Regions from separate parts of the Macaca mulatta genome. Here all the other regions are linked to region 1. A link is a contact called in public Hi-C data. All regions are on one chromosome and are shown on one strand. The core of a region is the stretch at or near the end of the contact, and the rest is flanking DNA. Distances in the headings are between cores, read along the strand shown.

Region 1 (3,600 bases), core at 303-2,802:
TGCACTGATACTGGTGAAACTCCCTTTGTAGGAGTCTCACAGGATCATTCATGAAGAGGGGAGAACAGGTGTTGCTATTAAGCATGTTCTCTAGTTTTCTGGGGCCATGTGCGCTGTGGTTGTATATGCTAGTATATACATTGCATGTCTTATTAGTATCTTAAATCTTCACCCAGGGCTGGTTTTTTTTTTTTTTTCCCCTACTATTACAATGAGTATAATTCAGCCCAAGGATACTGATGGGTTTCTGCACTTGTGAGAATTTGGGGATTTTCCCTTTTGCTCTTCTACCTCTTTGCTGCAAAATTTTCTAACCAGGAGCCTGGGATGTGGTTTGTACACTATGGGCTGGTTTGTTCTATTTATTTAGCAAGTTTGTTCCCCTTGAAGGGAGGCTATGACCACCTATCTAACCTACCTCCTAGAAACACACTAAGAGTATTGAGGGCAAACTGCATTAATCTCTGAAAACGCACATATTTATGCCCTAAACCTACTACCTTAGAAAATTCTAGAAAACACAAGGATACTCCAGCATACATTTTACCAGCTAGTCAATCATCATCTAGCCTCTTGAAAACTCTGTACACTTCCAACAGAATGAGGGTGAAAACGGCAAATAACATGTAAGAAACGTTATCAATATTGACTTTGTGAATTCCCTAGAAGAGTATCAGGGACCCTGAGGTCAGCAGACCACATTTCGAGAGCCACTGTACCAGATTCTGTTCTAGGTAAAAGCTGGAGCAATCGGCATGAATAAAATACTCTCTCTATGGGGAGCTGTTTACGTAGTGGCAACCGCGACCTGTTCTAAAGTGGAACAGAACCGAGCGCTGTGAGAGGGTGGGACGTGGAGACCTGTCCTTGCTCGCCGGGACAGGGGAGTGGGCTCCAGGAAGGTAACCTTTCAACTGCGACCTGCTGAGGAGGAGTCGGCAAGGGTGGCCGCCAACTACTTCTTTTTCCCGTCCACCCCCCAAATACCAGGAGAAGAGGGGCGGACGGGAAGCGACAGTGGCCGCCAGTCTCTGGCACGCGACGGGCTCTCAACCTGGCACGCCGAATCCTCAGGACAGCTCCGCTATCACGCAACTCCTCGGGTATGAGTCGCCAGGGCCGGAGCCGCGCGCGGCGCCGGGGACCCGCGTGAAACCGCCTGTGGGAAGTGGGCGGGTGGTGCGCGGTCCGGGGACAGTGAAAGGCGGTGGACCGGGCGGGGACGTCCCGAAAAAGGCGCGCTCAGGAAGACGCAACTCCTGACGCGGTCTCGGGCTACGCGCAGGCGGCTAGTGGGAAAGGGAGACCCTGGGAGACAATGCCTAACAGGGCGAGGCCCCTGGCGGCTTCCTCAGGAGAACTCACAGTTCTGGGGGGATCCCGGAGCCGCTACCCCGTTGCGAGAAAGGAGGTCCACTTCCGCGCGCAATCTCTGGCGAGTGGCCTTTTCCACCCCCGCGGTCTCTTGCGCACTCTGGTGGCCTCTGGCGAGAACGACACTGAACTGGTTCACGCGGGACGCCAATAAAGATTTCTTATTCAAAAAACAGGAAGTGCCTACGGAGGCCGGGCAGGCAGCGGCGGCTGGGCATGAAGTCGGGCGGCTACCGGATCGCGGGCGGCGGCGATGAGCGACATAGTGGAGAAGACGTTGACGGCGCTGCCGGGACTCTTTCTGCAGAACCAGCCAGGTGGTGGGCCCGCGGCCGCCAAGGCGTCCTTCTCCTCGAGGCTAGGCAGCCTCGTCCGCGGCATCACCGCCCTCACCTCCAAGCACGTAGGTGCCCGCTGGCCCGGGAGCTCAGGGACATCGGAGTGAGGCCCCCGCGCCAGGAGGCCCTGGCCGGGCGGCGAGACTCCAAGGCCTCCGGGGTTAGCCCTCCGGCGGGGCTCAGGGGCTGCTGTGTCGGTTCGTCCTTTCGTCTGCCTGGAAGCTTCACTTTCCTGCTGGGACTGACAGCAAGGGAGGCCGAGTTTCCACAGTTGGTTCTGACACTGACTCTTTGGTCTGGGGCATATCTCTGTAACCTCTGACCCTCCATGTGTTTTCTCAACGTTGGCGTGGAAAAGTACTGATACATAATTCATAGTGTTTTTGAGGATTGGGTGAGATGTCAAGCGTGTGAAAATACCCAGTGCGATGGAGGTGTCAGATATTGTTTACCTTCCACAAAGTTTTTTTCCCTATTCAGTTTCCTTCTCTCCCCCCGTCCCTTCAACTGAACAGCAGTTCAGATGTCGCATACCTGAACAGATCCTGTGAGCCTCATGTTGAATATCTTTGAGGAGCTTGAGGTTCTTGGGTTAGAACAACGTGTTGGGCAAAGAAAAAGCATAGTTCTCTTAAAATGTAAAATTTGCTAAGTTTCTGCCTCAAATGGGCTTTGAAAATGAGCAGTTATAAAAATTCTTAAGCTTTTAAAAAATTTTAATTTTTAATGACGGAGTCTCGCTTTGTCGCCCAGGCTGGAGTGCAATGGTGCGATCTCGGCTTGCTGGAGCCTTAAGATTTTACAATTTTTTAATTTTTTTTTTTTTTTTTGAGATGAGGTCTTGCTCTGTTGCCCAGGCTGGAGTGCAGTGGCACCATCTTGGCTCACTGCAAGCTCCGCCTTCGGGTTCATGCCATTCTCCTGCCTCAGCCTCCCGAGTAGCTGGGACTACAGACGTCCGCCACCACGCCCGGCTAATTTTTTTTGGTATTTTTTAAGTAGAGATGGGATTTCACCGTGTTAGCCAGGATGGTCTCGTGATCCGCCCACCTCGGCGTCCCGAAGGGCTGGGATTACATGTGTGAGCCACCGCGCCTGGCCTTAAAATTTTTTTTTTGAGACGGAGTCTTGCTCTGTCTCCCAGGCTGGAGTGCAATGGTACGATCTCGGCTCACTGGAGTCTCTGCCTCCCGGGTTCAAGCGATTCTCCTGCCTCAGCCTCCCAAGTAGCTGGGATTATAGGCGTACGCCACCACACCCGGCTAATTTTTGTAGTTTTAGTAGAGACAGGGTTGGGCTGTCTGGTCTGGAACCATGTTTGACCATGTTGGGCTGGCTGGTCTGGAACTCCTGACCTCAAGTGATTCGTCCCTTTTGGCCTTCCAAAGTGCTGGGATTACAGGCATGAGCCACCGTGCTAGGCCCCCACAGGTGCTTGATGGTTGCACGGATTGTGTAGTATATCAATTCACAGCTACAAGGAGTTTATATCTTAAAAAGAGCACATATTAATGTCATTATTTGTTCAACAAATGTTTATGGGAACAAGGTTATGTGTTAGACACAGGAAAATAGAATTAAAGACATTCCCTTTTCCCAAGGAATCGGTCATTCGTTTTGGGCTTAAGACAAGTGTAAGCATGACTATAATGCAATATAAATGCTAAAAGAGAAGGAAAGACAGAAAAGAAGGTTTAAAAAATTATTTTTTGGCAGCTCAAATAAGTTGATGCTATACGGAGAGAAACTGCTTCACATTCCAGAATCATTATTTGTGGGCTTTGTTTAGTTTTGTTTTTGAGATGGAGTCTTGCTCTATCGCCCAGGCTGGAATGCAGTGCTGCAATCTTGGGTCACTGCAACCTCTGCCTCCTGGGTTCAAGTGATT
Region 2 (3,600 bases), core at 390-2,889, 210 kb before region 1:
CATGTTTGAAATCTCCCATGTTGGCCTGGCGTGGTGGTTCACACCTGTAATCCCAGCACTTTCGGAAGCTGAGGTGGGTGGATCACCTGAGGTCAGTTTTTAGAGACTAGCCTGCCAAACATGGTGAAACCCCGTCTCTACTAAAAATGTAAAAATTAGCCGGGCATGGTGGCTACAGTTCCAGCTACTCGGGAGCCTGAGGCAGGAGAATCGCTTGAACCCGGGAGGCAGAGGTTGCAGTGAGCAGAGATCGCGCCACTGCACTCCAGCCTGGGTGACGGAGTGAGACCCTGTCTCAAAACAAACAAACAAACAAAAAGAATAAGGTGGAAAATAGTGGAAGGCACATTATCTATTCAAAGTATTACTACACTTGTGGTATAAGTAAAACTCTTATTTCAGTGTTGTATGGCACTTGAATAGCGTCCAGTGAAAAGCAAACTTGCCGGACTCCAGCAGAGGGAGAGTTGTTTGCACAAAGCCTATTATATTCAAGTACTGATCAAAAATACCTACTCTGCTCTTCATGTCCCTGATGTAAATGACTTTCTTTTTAAGAAATCTTCAAAACTGGTTCCTGAGATCCAAAAATAAAAAGCTCTATCGGAAGCTGCAATGCACCGCCTCCCTCTCTCCATTCCGCACCTTTTGGGTTAAAACACGAACAGCCGTTCTCTGGGGCAACGGATGAGGTAGTTCGACTTAAATCCTGACTGACAGTACATCGTCTTGGTCCCCACAGAAGTCTCCCCCCACCCACCAAAATCCTTAATTCTTGCTAAAGAAAAAAGATCTACTATCAATATTGTCAAATCCCTCCGTTTTGGCTCCAAAAAGGAAATGTACCTGTAGAGTAACCGCTGCACAGCAAACAAGGCACTGCGTGTCCTCTACCCCCTTTTTGCACCCTTCCAGCCCTCCCTCCCTTTTTCCATGCAGAACTTGAGCAGAGCATTTGGCTCCCTTATCTGCCAACAACTGGCGCCAGGAGGACCGTGCTCCCAGGAGATGCGGGGCTTGAAGGCTGAGCGCTGCGTCGGGCGCGCTGCGGCCGCTCAGTTCAGCCCAGCCAAGTAGTCCCCGGCTCGCGCCTCTACCGCCTCGAGAGGCCCTCGCTGGTAGCCGAGTCTCTGCTCAGGGGATTCCCGAGAAGAGATGTCGCGTCGGACTTGCTACCTGCTCCCGCCCCTCACCCCCGAACGAACTGCACACCCGTCCCGCGACCCGTTCCGACAAATCCGGAAGCCTCAAGGCAATTTGGGGGTACTTCGCCGCATGGAACGCAGCTCCCTACAAACTTGCCTGCCAAGTCTCTCCTTTACCGCCCGCAACCCCAGGACCATTCCCCGCCCGGGCCTGCCTGGGTCTAGTACCATTCTCCTCACGGGGCGGACTCCGGAAGGGCAGCAACTCCACCTCCTCCTCCTCCGCGGCCTGTAGCCATCTATCGGGAAGCGTCTCCGGAGGCGGCAGCAGAGGCCGCCGGACAAGGAACGCCCAGGGAAACCTTCTCAGAACTAACTCAGCTCCGACGCTAGCAGCAGAAGCCGAGTCTTTCATAATTGTGCGACCAACTCCTCCGGGTGACTGGCCACAGGGACGCGCCCGCGCCCGCCTCCGCCGGCGACGGGGCTGGGGACGGACCACGTGAGCGGCGCGGCGCGTGCGTCGCCGCCAGCGGGTCGGGTCACGTGAAGGGCGCGCGCTCCCTCGCTTCTAGGCCACCTCCCTGCCCGCCGCGCGTACGCGCCGGGCAGGAGCGCGCCCCCACGCCGACCGCCTCCGGGTTCCCCTAAAGTGGTGTGGTGTTCACGCCGTATATCCGTTGGATACCTAGGCAGGACTTGGGCAAACATCTGCCTCAACTACGACAGTGGAACTTGGGGAATCGGAGGTTGAGGGTTAAGGTTGCAGGCTTCCGGATGCAGCTTGGAGTTGCTGTGTGGGCTCATTCCGCTCACCGGGCCTGGCCAGTGCCGACCCGCTCCAGCAGACTCCAGTGTCGCAGCACACTCTCTGTGCTTCAGAGCGGGTAGAGGCTTTAAATGTTACTCTCTCCTGTCCAAAATGCCAAATCATCTTCTTATCCCGATCATGTTCTTCCTCTAGCCTCTCCTGTTGCTGCCGGTAAATATTCTTCTTGGTTTAACTATGAGACTGTCTTTTTCCCTCCGGAGATAATCACCCACATAACACGCATACACCACACCTTCTGGACCAGAGACTGGGTTATTCCCTGGATGTAATATGTACCTATCCACCTTTCCATTTATTTTGCTATCACACAAGCCCAGGTTTGGCTATTAGCAATGGTTTACTAAATGGTATTCTTTATCTACTGGGAAAACCACAATCAGTTTGATTTTCTTAAAACTGCTTTAACATCTTTCTGCTCCAGAAGACTTCGAGAGTTCTTCTATCTGACCCTCAGCGATTTGACTCTATCTTATCTCTTTTTTTAAAACTTTATTTTAAAATAATTGACATGAGAAACTGCACGCAATTATATGTCCAATCTGATGCTTTGACATACCTTTGCACCCATGAAATCATACTCAAATGAACATATTCACCTCTAAGTTTCCTCCCCACCTTCCTAATCCCTGTGTCCACTCCCTCTCCATCACATCCCTTATCAACTACGTATCTACTTTCAGTACAGGTAAGTTTGCACATGCTAAAGTTTTATATACGGGAATCGTGCAACACGCACCTTTTTTTTCGGTCTAGCTTCTTTCACTCAACATAAGTATTACCTCTCAAACATTATGACGCACAATTCACTGAAGTAGGATCTTCTCTCAGAAAAAAACTAATCCACCCACTGGTTCCCCCAGCTTGTGAACAATCTTCAGGTATTGTGTATTTCTTCCCCATCTGGCAGATGCAGCAGAACCAAGGCTTAAAAATGTTTTAATATATGTGTCACACTAAATTGTCAGCCTTGGGGAAGGCATCTTGACTAATTTATGCATGCATTCAATAAATGTTTATCTTCTGGATTTCAGTTGGGCCTACACATTTCCTGCCTGTAGGGACGTTATAATCTAGAAGGTGGAGACAGACAAACTGGAAAATCAAAATTAAATGAGATTAGAGTGCTTTGTTTTGTTAGAACTTTGTAACTCTGGTCTTTTTGTACTCACGAATGCTTCACTCCTTAGTTGGATAGTGTAGAAATGAAACAAGATGAGCTCCTTCACACTTGCCAGAACTCTTTGGTAAATTGGAAAATTTAGAGTTAGAAATGGGGAACAGGATTGGCCGGGCGCGGTGGCTCACGCCTGTAATCTCAGCACTTCGGAAGGCCAAGGCGGGTGGATCACCTGAGGTCAGGAGTTCTAGACCAGCCTGGCCAACATGGTGAAATCCCTGTCTGTACTAAAAATACAAAAATTAGCTGGGCATGGTGGCAGGCGCCTGTAATCACAGCTACTCTTGGGGCTGAGGCAGGAGAATCGCTTGAACCCAGAATTGGAGGTTGCAGTGAGCCAAGATCGTGCCATCGCACTTCAGCCTAGGGGACAAGAGCAGGACTTGGTCTCCAAAAAAAAAAAAAAAAAAGAAAGAAACGGGGAACAGGATTCATCCTTGATTGAA
Region 3 (3,600 bases), core at 548-3,047, 130 kb before region 1:
TCGAGACCATCCTGGCTAACACGGTGAAACACCGTCTCTACTAAAAATACAAAAAACTAGCCGGCCGAGGTGGTGGGCGCCTGTAGTCCCAGCTACTCGGGAGGCTGAGGCAGGAGAATGGCGTGAACCCGGGAGGCAGAGCTTGCAGTGAGCTGAGATCCGGCCACTGCACTCCAGCCTGGGCGACAGAGCGAGACTCCGTCTCAAAAAAAAAAAAAAAGAAAGAAAGAAAATGAGTGCAAAAACACTTTGAAAAGTTTTATATCTAGGTTATAGTTTTGCATACATCTATATACTATCTGAATATCTTTTGGATATAAGTATTATCTGATTACACAGTAAACACCTTAAAGACTCCGACTAACACTGCTACTTTGTTGCTCTTTTTATATAGAGCTCCCCTCCCCCAGCAATTTTTAGATACATTCTCTCAGGTTCCTGATGTTGCCTGTCAAAGTTATGAATACACCAAAAGGTACTTACTTTTTGGCTTAGATTTTAGTTTTTCAATAACTATTAAAGACACTTTTGTATTCACTGTATTCACTAATACTAACCCCTTAAACTTGAGAGTCAGCAAAACAGTCTTTCAAAGAAATCGCACGTTCTAATAGAACGAAACAGGCTTACGCGACACCAATTCTGTAATAAACAACATGCATAAGTTTCCAACCTGAAACTCCCTAAGTAAAAGTTACTAGAAACAAAAACTGAAACACCGGGTTCCTGACACCCCACTCCCACACCGAAGCTCGAATTACTTGAGGCTGAATTTTAAAACACTATTACTTTCTCTGTAACTATGAAAACAAATCTATGAACACATATTTGTTATTTATATTTAACCGACGCTCCCCACCCATCCCTTTAAATTAGGCAGAAAACTGAAAACCACTAAAAGACACATTTTGGTGTCTTCTTTTAAAAGTTATTTTAAATTGCTGCTATTACAAAACAACCCCTCACCCCGCTCCAAAAAAACAAAAACAAAAACAAACAAAACCCTCATAACAGAATCAAATGAGTCCTAAGGCGAAGCAGGAACTACAGTGGGGGAAGGAAATTTTATAAAAACATCCGTGTTAGTGCAATTAAAGTGCTAATACCTGGAGCCTTGTATATATATTTTTTCTTCCCAAGGGTAAGAACCCTGGCGCCTTGTATATGTATTTTTTCTTCCCAAGGGCAAGAAGCGGTAAGAAAGGCTTAGACAATAAAACCTAGAGGTCAATTTTACACATGCTGGGACAGTAAGCAACTATTGAGAAGCACCAAAGTCAATGTAACCTAAGGGGCTCCTCTGATCTTTTTGGAGTAGCTATTTCGCCGGACTTACATGGGGGGGAACTGAGTCGGGGGCGGGAAAGTTGAGGGAAAGAGGGTGGAAGAGAGGAGGCTGGAAGGAAAAAGATGAGTAATGGGAAGGGGGGGGGAAGAGGAGCGGGAGAGCAGGCCGCGGAGGCGCGGGCAGAGGGAAGGCCGGGCGGGGAGCAGGGGAAAGGAGCCCCGACCCCGCCCAGCCCCTGGGAGGCCTGCGCGCCCTCCCGCCCCCTTACCAGCGGGAGCAGGAAGCCCCAGAGTAGGGCGGCTCCGGCAGGGGACAGCTGCCGCTGCGGCCCCATCGGACTGGTGGGCGCCGGATGAGGCGGCACGGCGCGGCGCAGCTCACTCGGCGGGGTAGCTCACTCGGGGTCCCGCCGCTGCGCTGCCTCCGTGGCCGGACCGGACCAGACAGGGCGGGCGGCCGGGCAACGATGGGACTGCCGCTGCTCCTGGGGCCGCCACGACAGCGCCGACTTCCTCTTCCGGCCCCGCCCGTAAGATGCGGAAACCCCCGCGCAGGGCTCGGAGAGTCCCCGCGCTCTCCTGGTGTCCAGGCGTCCTGGCGCTGCGAGGCCACCGGCTGCGGGTCTGAGCCTGTCGCTTTCCGGCTGCCCGACTTTAACTCACGCCGAAGCCTGGCGGGAGAACGGATTTCTCAAGGCCTCCTTCTCAAGGTTCGGAAGTGTCTGAGCGTCTGCTCGGTTTCCCAGTAACTACCCGAGTGTTGCATGCAGCCAGAAATCTAAGGGTCACCCTAATTCATCTGCCTGTCATTTGTTCCTGACCACTGTAACTCACCACATAACCCAGAGCCATCCACTTTCTCCAGAACTGCTGCCACCACCCTATCCAGGCCACCAACGTCTCTCTCCTCCAAACGGGTCTCAGTTTCCCCTCCGCACAGTCCAGTAGCCAGATAGCAGTTTCGGAGTCATCTTTCAAAGCACAAAAATCAGATCATCTCACTCTCTATCACACTTGGAATAAAGTAAAAACTTGGCCGGGTGTGATGGCTCACACCTGTAATCCCAGCACTTTGGATGGCAGAGGTGGGCGGATCACAAGGTCAAGAGATCTAGACCATCCTGGCCAACATGGTGAAACCAAGTCTCTACTAAAAATATAAAAAATTAGCGGGCATAGTGGCACGCACCTGTAGTCCCAGCTACTCGGAAGGCTGAGGCAGTAGAATCGCTTGAACCCGGTAGGCGGAGGTTGCAGTGAGCCGAGATTGTGCCACTGCACTCCAACCTGGGTGACAGAGCGAGACTCCCTCTCAAAAAATAAAAAATAAAATAAAAAATAAAAACTCTACTCTGGCCTACAAAGTTAAATCTGGCCCCTGCCTTCCTGTCTCCCCACCTTCACTACTTTCCCACACTTTAAGGCACACGGACCTTTGGCCCTCCCGGACTTTGCTCTGGTAGTCCTCCCTGCTGGAGTGCTTTTCTCTCCAAAGCTCAGAATACCTACCTTGTTGACATTCACTTACCAGCTTCAATGTCACTTCCCAAGACAGGACTTCCTGACATACCCAATCTAAAGTACCTGTCCAGTCATGTTATGTTATGTTATGTTGTGTTATGTTATGTTATGTTATGTTGTTATATTATTTGAGACAGAGTTTCACTCTTCTTGCCCAGGCTGGAGTGCAATGGCGCAATCTTGGCTCACTGCAACCTCTGCCTCCTGGGTTCAAGCGATTCTCCTACCTCAACCTCCCCAGTAACTGGGATGACAGGTGCGTGCTACCACACCCGGCTAATTTTGTATTTTTAGTAGAGACAGGGTTTCACCGTGTTAGTCAGGCTGGTCTCAAAGTCCTGACCTCAGATGATCCACCCACCTTGGCCTCCCAAAGTGCTGGGATTACAGGCGTGAGCCACTATACCCAGCCTGTCCAGTCACTTTCATATTATGGTTTATTTTAATTCTCCACACAGCAGTTTTCATTCTACATATAACTTTGTTTATGCCACCTCCCACTTCATAGCAAGGAGTGTTTTTGCTTTGTTGACTGCTATACCCCTTTACATCTATAGTATTTGGCATATAGTAGGTCCTCAGATATTTGTTGGATGAATATTTAATATCAAATGCTGAATAGGACAGTGTGCCTACAACCCCACAGCTCATAGTTTAACGAGGGACACAGATGTGTGAGCAAACACAGGTTAGGGTGAGTAGTGACGCTTGTTTGCACAAGATGTTATGGAAGTATCAAAAGGAGGTATAAAAGGGGTGCCAGGAAAAATACCAGCCTGAGCTGAGTCTAGG

The links. A called contact is a pair of places that touch in the nucleus more often than the background predicts.
Region 2: a Hi-C map of fetal cortex germinal zone shows a contact between it and region 1, with 6 times the contacts expected there. The contact joins the promoter of TRPM7 here to the promoter of AP4E1 in region 1. A contact is called at or near these places in 5 of 14 Hi-C or Micro-C datasets (CD4 T cells, blood, fetal cortex germinal zone and 2 more).
Region 3: a contact with region 1 is called in a Hi-C map of liver, with 3 times the contacts expected there. The contact joins the promoter of SPPL2A here to the promoter of AP4E1 in region 1. A contact is called at or near these places in 2 of 14 Hi-C or Micro-C datasets (blood and liver).

Annotation. Positions count from the first base shown.
Region 1 is chr7:28,222,051-28,225,650 of T2T-MMU8v2.0, forward strand. AP4E1 (adaptor related protein complex 4 subunit epsilon 1) reads left to right here and starts at 1,553. Exons shown (of 22, transcript XR_013395579.1): 1 at 1,553-1,777. It overlaps LOC106999181 (a long non-coding RNA gene), which reads right to left and starts at 1,449. Exons shown (of 3, transcript XR_003731239.2): 1 at 1,366-1,449.
Region 2 is chr7:28,010,101-28,013,700 of T2T-MMU8v2.0, forward strand. It overlaps TRPM7 (transient receptor potential cation channel subfamily M member 7), which reads right to left and starts at 1,640. Exons shown (of 38, transcript XM_077939403.1): 1 at 1,374-1,640. The coding sequence starts at 1,376.
Region 3 is chr7:28,089,479-28,093,078 of T2T-MMU8v2.0, forward strand. SPPL2A (signal peptide peptidase like 2A) reads right to left here and starts at 1,798. Exons shown (of 15, transcript XM_028850917.2): 1 at 1,557-1,798. The coding sequence starts at 1,622. LOC144329870 (a long non-coding RNA gene) reads left to right here and starts at 1,867. Exons shown (of 3, transcript XR_013395578.1): 1 at 1,867-1,997; 2 at 2,967-3,064.